2 separate regions of the Mus musculus genome follow, and region 2 is linked to region 1. The links are chromatin contacts, called in public Hi-C maps. All regions are on one chromosome and are shown on one strand. The core of a region is the stretch at or near the end of the contact, and the rest is flanking DNA. Distances in the headings are between cores, read along the strand shown.

The links. A called contact is a pair of places that touch in the nucleus more often than the background predicts.
Region 2: a contact with region 1 is called in a Hi-C map of the C2C12 cell line, with 2.3 times the contacts expected there. The contact joins two enhancer-like sites. A contact is called at or near these places in 1 of 39 promoter capture datasets (cranial neural crest), 3 of 484 Hi-C or Micro-C datasets (the C2C12 cell line, the G1E-ER4 cell line and pro-B cells), 5 of 115 datasets of contacts at active chromatin or transcription factors (the NIH/3T3 cell line, bone marrow-derived macrophages, embryonic stem cells and 1 more) and 1 of 9 other capture datasets (macrophages).

What each region holds. Positions count from the first base shown.
Region 1 is chr10:41,819,395-41,823,744 of GRCm38.p6, forward strand. The region is part of intron 1 of Sesn1 (sestrin 1); the gene reads left to right. Among named protein-coding and RNA genes, the nearest start is that of Sesn1, 11 kb to the left of the region's middle. Within about 2 kb of position 2,792, at least 43 of the 459 cell types and tissues checked have an H3K27ac peak or open chromatin away from gene starts, as enhancers often do. A contact at or near this core is called in the C2C12 cell line, where this site is marked.
Region 2 is chr10:42,169,082-42,173,366 of GRCm38.p6, forward strand. No RefSeq gene overlaps it. Among named protein-coding and RNA genes, the nearest start is that of Gm40630, 89 kb to the left of the region's middle. Within about 2 kb of position 2,175, at least 51 of the 459 cell types and tissues checked have an H3K27ac peak or open chromatin away from gene starts, as enhancers often do. A contact at or near this core is called in the C2C12 cell line, where this site is marked.

The DNA.
Region 1 (4,350 bases), core at 1,542-4,041:
ACATTGCACACTTGTCTTTTAATTTTGCATGATTTCATTTTCTGGCACATTGGCAGGTGTTCACCGTCTATAATTATAACTGAGTAAATTTTCAAATGCTATTCATAGCCTAAACACAGTGAGACATGTGATAAAGACCAAGCCTTCCAAAATAGTAGTAGAGTGATGTTTTCAGTGCTGCTGAAGGGCACACCTAAGCGAAGACTTTCAAAACTCAGTGATTTATAGACAGGGAGGCAGGTTGTCATAGACTAAGATCTCTCAAAGTCCTCCATTCTCATGGTTTTGGTAGCAATTAAATGTCAAGCTAAAAAGTACCTGTTTTTTAATCTAACAAGAGAGATTCATCAACAGATAAATTACAAAATTTAGCATTTATCTTTTGTTTGGTTAATGACAGTGTGAAAAAATAAATTAAAATTTTATTGAGACAGTGTAGATTTTTTATTAAACCTATTGAAGTATTTTATCTCATTTATTCAAAATTTATTGGGTACCTAATACATACTAAACACTGTGTTTACAGGTTTGGGATCTTGTTTTGTTTTGTTTTGAGACAGTGTTTTACCTTGTAGCTATGTAGCCTTCACTGGCCTGAAACTTGCTGTCTAGACCAGGTTTGCCACAAGCTCACATAGATCGTCAGACCTTGGCCTCCAGAGTGAGGGTATGTTGATGAGTTTTTTGATGTAGGAAAGAAAAGACATAGACTTTGCCTTTTAAACAGGGCCTCTACTTGAAACAAACAAAACCAAACCACAGCCTTATATTTTTTGTATTCATGGATTATTTTAATTTCTACGTATCGTCCTAAATAGCATGGTTCCCCTTGAATCTTGAAGGTTAAACTATTATTTCAGAATGGTTTAAAGATCACATTGGCATTTTGTAGCAGCCATGTGCTTATGTTAACCACTGGAGCCTCTGTTTCTTCATCTAAGAATTGACATTTTATTATTTATCTTGTGATGTGATTAGAAAAATTAAAGGTAGAGGCACCAAGGTGCATAGTCCTGTATCACACTGTGGCCACTGCAGAAGCAGGTTTGGGGCAGAGTTAACTGAAGTGAGTACAGGGACTCAGGGGGCTCAGGAGGCTCAGGGTGCTGAGAATAAGTGAGGGTTGAGTGCTCAGCCCTAAGACATTTCTTTATACCACCTCGACGGGGCTCAGAGCATCATGGGCATGGAGGAAAGAATGGAGGAGCTGGGAGACAAGGAGAGGTTAGGAGACACTTTGGGTGTGACGCAGCCATTAAAATCATCTGCTCAGCAAGCCTGGGCTCATGTGCACTGAGCTTACATGAATCTTGCCTGTTTAGAGCCAGTCATGGCCATGGGAGAAACCGGGACACCTGTCGAGCTTTTGTCTATTGGTGGACTCTAGAATAAAGGAGTTAGGAATAAACTTTGTGGAATTTCTACTTAACTTCAAAGCTAGGGTGGTGGTGGTGGTGGTGGTGGTGATGCCATCTATAAATTTACATGGTGATATTGAAAATTAAGTGAAAATGGAAGCATCCAGAAGTGGGTCTGGTTCATAATAGGGTTCTAAATACTGGTGAGATGTCTCCTTAATGAGGCCAAGTCCAGACCAGCAGGGCTTTAAGAATGGGCAGACTCGGTTTTTATTTATGTAATTGATTTTAATGGATCCCCCATGCAAATCACATGTGTCAATACTCCTAATGGTGTTGTGAACATTTAAGTTCTGTGCTCCTGCATAGCCTGCCTAAGGTTCTGTTGTCGTGGATGGTTTCTGACCCAGGATAAGTGTTAGACTTTGTTCAGAATTGATAGCAAATCCCTAGTGTTCCGTCCAGCCCTTGCTGTACTCTAGTATCAATCCAGAAAGCCATCATGGCACTCGCATTGAGGGTGGCAGGCAGCCAAGTTATCATCTAGGTGATCACGTGCTCATTGAGAAATGGGTAGCCATAGCCTATGCTTGCAGGCCTGGGGCAGCAGTAGAGGGTCACTGTCGACCATAGGCTGTTGAGTTAGCCACACCTTGATCAAAGTCCTTAACTTTCTCAAACCTTTGCTCTCAGTGGTGAGGCATGTATAGTGTCACAGCAAGTGTTAACTCATAGTTCAGAGAGGCATTGGGGAGCCATCTCTCTGACACAGTATGCCCGCAGGTCCCCCAATCCCTAGGAAACAGAAGGGCGGTACTTGTTTTTGTTTTAGCTACTTTGCAGGTTCTTTGTCCAGGGGAAGTAGCATTTCTAAAAACTATGAATAAGGATTTTATAAATATTATTTTAATTCTCTGGAAACTGGATTCCTCACAGATCATGTTATCTGTTATTTCACTTATGAACATTTTGCTTTGATTTATGTCTTCAGGGACACATAGGGTAGGACAGCAAGTGACAGTTCGTATGCCAACTAATGAGAAAGCAGACGAAGCCTCCTGTCTACTACTCCAAGTCAGTTACCTGTTACAGGTTCTGTGTGCCTCATGACACTGCAGAGGACAGGAGACCTGCCCAGTGGGGTCCCTACTCTGCATATCCACTGGGATCCCCCAGAAAGTTAGAACCAAGCACCTAAGCAAAGGCTACATTACCTAAAAGATCCTCCACAAGAGATGGAAGGTTCTGTACCATCCTCTCTTGGTGTGTGGTGCTGTCTGAGCTCCTGTGTCATGTCCTCTCTGTCATTCTCACAGGTCAGATGACTCAAGTCTCTCCTACTTACTCTAAAGTGAGTAGAGTTGGAACCAAGACACCTTAAATCATTTTCTACAGTATGGTTATTTTTTGAGTAGAGAAAAGAATTCGTGTTGTGTATGCTAAGCCTGGTATTCAGCCCTTTCACCTAGTTACAGTCATGAGTCACAACAGCATACTGTATAGGTATTATCATTATTCTGTACATTAAAAATGTCCAGAGATATTAAATAACTTGGCCAAGACATCATAAGTTAAGGAGAAGCTAGATTTCACAGTGGGCCATGAGACTTGTCACCATTATACAACATTATCTGAATAAAGATTTAATAAGATATTAGCAGTCAGTATATATCACTAAATTATTTTGCCTTAAAACATAAAATCAAAATTTTACTTAAACCCTGACTCATCCTGGAACTGTATTTGAACCCTGGTGAGTATTGATGTTTCACTGTGGTCTATAGCCTTCATCACCATCACTGTAAATTATACCGACTGCCTGCAGTGGGGATGCTAGAAATCCGGTGTATAGAAAGGCTTGTCTTTACATTAAAAGAGTCTAAGTCAGATGGTTCCTTTAATGCACTACCTAAAAGAAAATTTGGTATATTTCCATGAGTAATGACTAAAGATTAGCTGTGAATGTTGAAAGCATATTCTCCTAGGTAGCTCATTGTTGCCATGACAGTGCTGGCACTGTGAGTGTTGTAGTAACTCCTTGCAGTGATCTTATTTTAGACCCTAATGTTCCTAAGTGCTAAAAGTCCCCTTCCCGCCCCACAAGAACCTCTAGTGGAAAAGTACTGGTTTATAGCTGGCTTCGAGCTTTGTGGCTGAAAGGCTGTACTATTGTGGGTTTTAAAAAAATAGTGTAGGAGTGTTGAGTATTTTTCCTGTGGATTATAAATGTTTGAAATCTACCAAGATATGGTATTGCATTACAAGTCAGACAGCAAGTTGTTTACCACACAAGAAAAGGGACCTCAATTGTCTTTTGAGAAATCGAGCCCAGATTGTATAACTCCACTGAGCACACACAGAATGAATTTTCCATTTGCTTGTCGCCCATGCATACTCTAAAGTGTGCAGAGTTCCCTTTTAAAGTTATTATGTAAAAGTTGTCCTTAGAACCATTGTGTTTAAGCAGTATGATTTCCATATTCAGTATTTACCTGTGTAAACTGTTACATTTCACTGGACTAATTTCTTACATTGTAGTAAACTCATTAAATTATACAGTGACTTTAAGAACTTACCTGATTGGGTATCTGAACTAACATTTGAGATTGTTTTTTTTTTTTTCTGAGACAGTCATATAATCTCTACATCCCCACACCAAATTCCCTGTGTCAGTGAGGAGGGCCCTACATTCTTGACCCTCCTGCCTGGGCTTCTGCCTCAGTCTCCAGGTGCTGATATTACACACCTGTACCACGACACCCAGCCTAATGTAAGTTTTGAGGCTTTTTTTTTTTTTTTTTTTTTTTTTTTTTTTTTTTTTTTTTTGAGACAGGGTTTCTCTGTGTAGTCCTGGCTGTCCTGGAACTCACTTTGTAGACCAGGCTGGCCTCGAACTCGGAAATCCACCTGCCTCTGCCTCCCGAGTGCTGGGATTAAAGGCGTGCGCCACCACCGCCCGGCTGTTTTGAGGCTTTTAAAAACTTTTTTGTGT
Region 2 (4,285 bases), core at 925-3,424, 350 kb after region 1:
CAAAGGTCCGCAGGACAGGGCTTTATAGTATGTCCCCTTGGCTGTGTGTGTTTGCACAGCTCCTAGGATTAACAGAGTCAGCGAGTAAATGCAGAAAAGAATAACATACAGAGACACAGGCAAGCTGGGATCCGGCAGACTGGGGTTCTCTGATGGAGAAGGTGCAGCATCCCGGAAGGTCAGTGCACTTATTATACCCAGCTAAACATGGAGGTCGGCAGGAGCAACAGCAGGGGAGCAAACTCCAGGCCATAAACAGCTGAGAAGAGAGCTAGTGTGGGCATTTCTAACATACGCTGGCTGTTAGCATTAGCAGTTGGAGTGTGGCGGGCTTTGCTAACTCTCTGAGCCTTGCCCTGGGAAGGTGCTCCTCCCATGGGACTGAGGTAGGTTCTTGACCTGACGATGCATATTCACCCAGGACCTCGCTAGTTGCTCCATTCCTCCCCTACCCAATATGCAATGCCTGGCTGGTGCACCTTACAGCATCTGTCATGGCCTATCTGCAGCATCACCAGCAAGGTCACAAAGCTACTTGCAGCATCGTGGGAGAGGCACAAAGCTATGACGCAGGGTGAGCCAACTGAGCTTAGTGGAGAAACTAGGCCAGGTTTCCATGTGTGTGCATGAGTCTACGTAGAGTTGGTGCTGGACCTGCAAAAAGGTCCCTCAAGTTCCTGGTGACTGTGAGGACAAATATCACCTACAACCCTGGTGTCCCACCCACTGTCCCTGGGTAGCCATTACAATGAGAAAGTCAGAGGGCATGGGGGTCTGAACTATTCCAGCTATGACGAGAGTCTGTCCTCATTGGCCGGGTTGCCTCATGGGCAGTTAGTTCCCTGTCCCGAAGTCTTCCTGGAGACATCCCAGGTTTCCGAGTTTCTTCAGTTTCTCTGAGCTTGGGCTTGAGTTCCTATTGCAGCTGCCTACAGTTCAGGACAGTTAGGGCCTAGCCTGTCTAAACAGTGAATCAAGGGGCTGCTGAGGGGCCAGGAGCCAGGAGCCAGGACTGAGGATCAGAAGACCCACAGCTGTTTAGGAACGTGGTGCTTCAAAGAGAGACATTCAGCCTTGGGGATCCCCCTCTTCTTTCCTCTTGCTTCTCTGGTGCTGTGGGGGATAGAGCCTTGGGGGTATCATCCCCTCCCTAGAGTGCCTCTGGCACCTGGCCTCCTTATTCTCTGCACCCTGGAGCCTGACAGCTGCTCCTAACTACCCTCTAGTAAGTCCTTCTTTGACTGGCCTTGACCTTGTGACCTTCCTGCTTCAGCCTCCAGAGTGGCCGGGGTTAGGAGTGGTAGGTACTGACTGCTACACCCAGAACAAAGCCGGAGGTCAGACTATAAACCACAGCAGCCCCACAGTAAAGACAGTGACAGTACACAGACACATGCACAACTTCCAAGGGGACAGAAGCCCAGCCAGGAGAGGAGGCGTGTCCATAACATCCAACCCCTGACCAAGAAGCCCCGCGCAATCAGTACCTGACAAAAAATCAGGTATATTGACCACACTCTAGTTATCCAACACAAAACAGACACTATGGTGTGTGTGTGTGTGGTGGGGGAGGGACTGCTGTTGTTAGAGTTTGGTGTCTTTTGTCTTCATAGGGTTTGTTTTGTTTTTTAAGAGCCAGAGAAAGAACTTGGCATTGGGTGGGGAGGACCTGGAAGGACTTGGGAGGACTTGAGGGGGGGGTAGATGCGGGGGGGGGTGTGTGTGTGTGATAAAAGTATATTGTATGAAGAAATTTTAAGAATAATTTTAAAATGCAATTGGAAAACGTCCTGCCTGTGGACAAAGGGGTTGGGGCTGAGAAACACTCCCCAGGCTGGAGCCCCACCCTGTGGGTAACTGTCCCAGCCCAGACTGTACTTCTGGAGATCCATCTCAGTGTGGCCAAACCAAACCACAGAGTCCCCATTTGGAAGATCTCGTTTCCTAACCATCCTGGCCCAACATCAATAGCAAATGCTGCCCCACAAGTGGCCAGCCATCGATAGTAGGGACAAGCCAGGGGTCACAAACCAAACTCACATATGGGGAACTTCCCCCTGGAGAGGAAAGCCACCATCAGGAAAAAAAAAGAAAACAAAGTTGTCAGCCCAAGTTTCCTCCAAGGGAGACACCCTGGGCAGGGCTCCTCCTTGCAGCTGGAAGGCTTCCTCCTTCCGGGGCTGGCCCCCTCCTTAGGAGCTAATGATCCCCAGCTGTGCCCGCTTCTGCGTGGCCTTGTTAACCCCTTGGTTTCCTTGACCAGAAAATACTGGGTCACTCAATTCTGCGCTGGCCTCACCCACCATCTACTCAGAGGGGTGCATTAAATGGGTTCTCCTAGGAGACGTGAGAATGAGCAGCCGGTTCACCACACTCTCTCCTGAACACTGAGGTGTGTGAAGTTTCTCCCTTCGAGGCCATGCAGCCAGCAAATGAAGGTGGGATTTAAATTTGGCTCGAGGCTCTTTTGGGCATCTTATCACTTGTTTGGGTAAAGTTAGATTTTTTTTTTCAATTCGCAGATTACAAAGATCAACACCCTGGCATGTTGTACTTATTGTAAACTTGAAAAACAGAATTCTGGGTTGAAAATAGGAAGAATCTGGCTAAAGGGGAAATTGACTTTGGACCTACACCAATGTCTTTGAACTTCAGCCACCTTATTTTCAATATAGTGCAAGAAAAAGTGTCTGCCTGTCATGCTGGAGGTGGATTTCAACAGTGAGTGCTTGCCCTAGTGTTTATGACCCAAGTCCCATCCTCAAAATAGATAGAAGAAAGGAAGGAAAGAAGGAAGTCTCTTGAACTTATTTGAAAACGAAATAGATTCACTTGGGGAAAGCACTGTCATTTGTGGAGTCTTCTCAAGAAAGACAATGATGTGCCTTGACCCCCGATGGACTCTAGCACATTGTTTGAGTGACCTTGGAAGTTTCCTTTGTAAGAAGCAGGCTCTGAGAACTTCTGAAAACTGGAGTGTTTTTTTTTTTATTTGTTGTTTTTTTTTTTTTTATTTTGAACATGGTTTATCATGACTAAATCCTTTATGCCACCTGAAGGAGACCAGGTCAGAAAGAGTGCATGTGGTATGGCTCCAAGCACTTGGCCTTGCCTGGATCTTGCTTTCCTGGAGGAGGTGTGGCTGTGTCCAGGGTGTTCCTATCTGGGTTTGTTATGGGAGGGGCATCCTATTCTGGTAGGAAGGCTCCTTTCACAGTCATTTTCTGTTCCTGGGGTTCAGAGAGGAGCCTCGTAGGCCATTGTCAGAGGTCCCAGACCCATAGGATCCTTTGGGCATCGGACTGTATTTCATAGACTTCTGAGTGTTCCTGATGAGCAGAGATCTTTCTCAATAGCTATCTGAGTGCCCGATTGTGAACAAGGAAAAATAGAAAAGATGGGGAGACAGGGAGACAGTCCACAAGCCACACTAGACCCTCAGGCCAGGTATGGACACAGGAGTCACCCACATCTAGTGACATGAATCCAAATAGGAAAAGGGGACATGAGTTTCCTACTGCTTCCTGTGACTAACTGCCACCAATTTATGGTTCCCAACCAAAACACCCACACAGGCCATTGTCTTATGATTCTGGTCTGAAGACCAGAGTGGCTCTCACCATCAAGGTGGCAGCTCCCTTCTTCTGGACCATAGGTGCCAGCACCCAGAGGCCATCTCCATCCTGCGTCTGCCGCCCCACCTCTATCTTCAGTACCAATATGGCCGGCAAGGCAAGCCCTCCTTTCACACGCCTTTCTTCTAGCTTAGGCTCTGGTTCTGCTACTCCATTTCAGGAACGTTAGGATGACAGCAGGTGCATCTGGATCGTCTTATTTTTAATTGTTAACCCTTAATTTCCCATTGCCACACAGCCAACCATTTATAGGCTCCAGGTTTAAGACATGGACATCTTAGCCTTACCAGGCTGACACTTTTACCTTTGATCCCTGAGATATCTATATTTCAGTGTACTTCAGAATCTTGGCAGGCAGTGCTCCCAGACATTGACATTGATTCTGCTTTATTACTTATGGCCTAAGGTAGTTGACTTTGCTAACCCCCTCAATCCTTCCTGACGCTCACCATCAGACACCATACATAGAAGAATCTGCCCTCTTAGGTCGTCGGATTCGGTATAAGTGAATGTATTTTAGATACCTCATTACGAGGTCTTCGATCAGGGGCTGAGTGAGAAATCCTACTGTGCTCAGAAATAGAACTAATCTCAGCAAGTTCCTATTATGTGCTGCCAGGCTCTAAGGTCCCCCACAGTAACTCGAGATA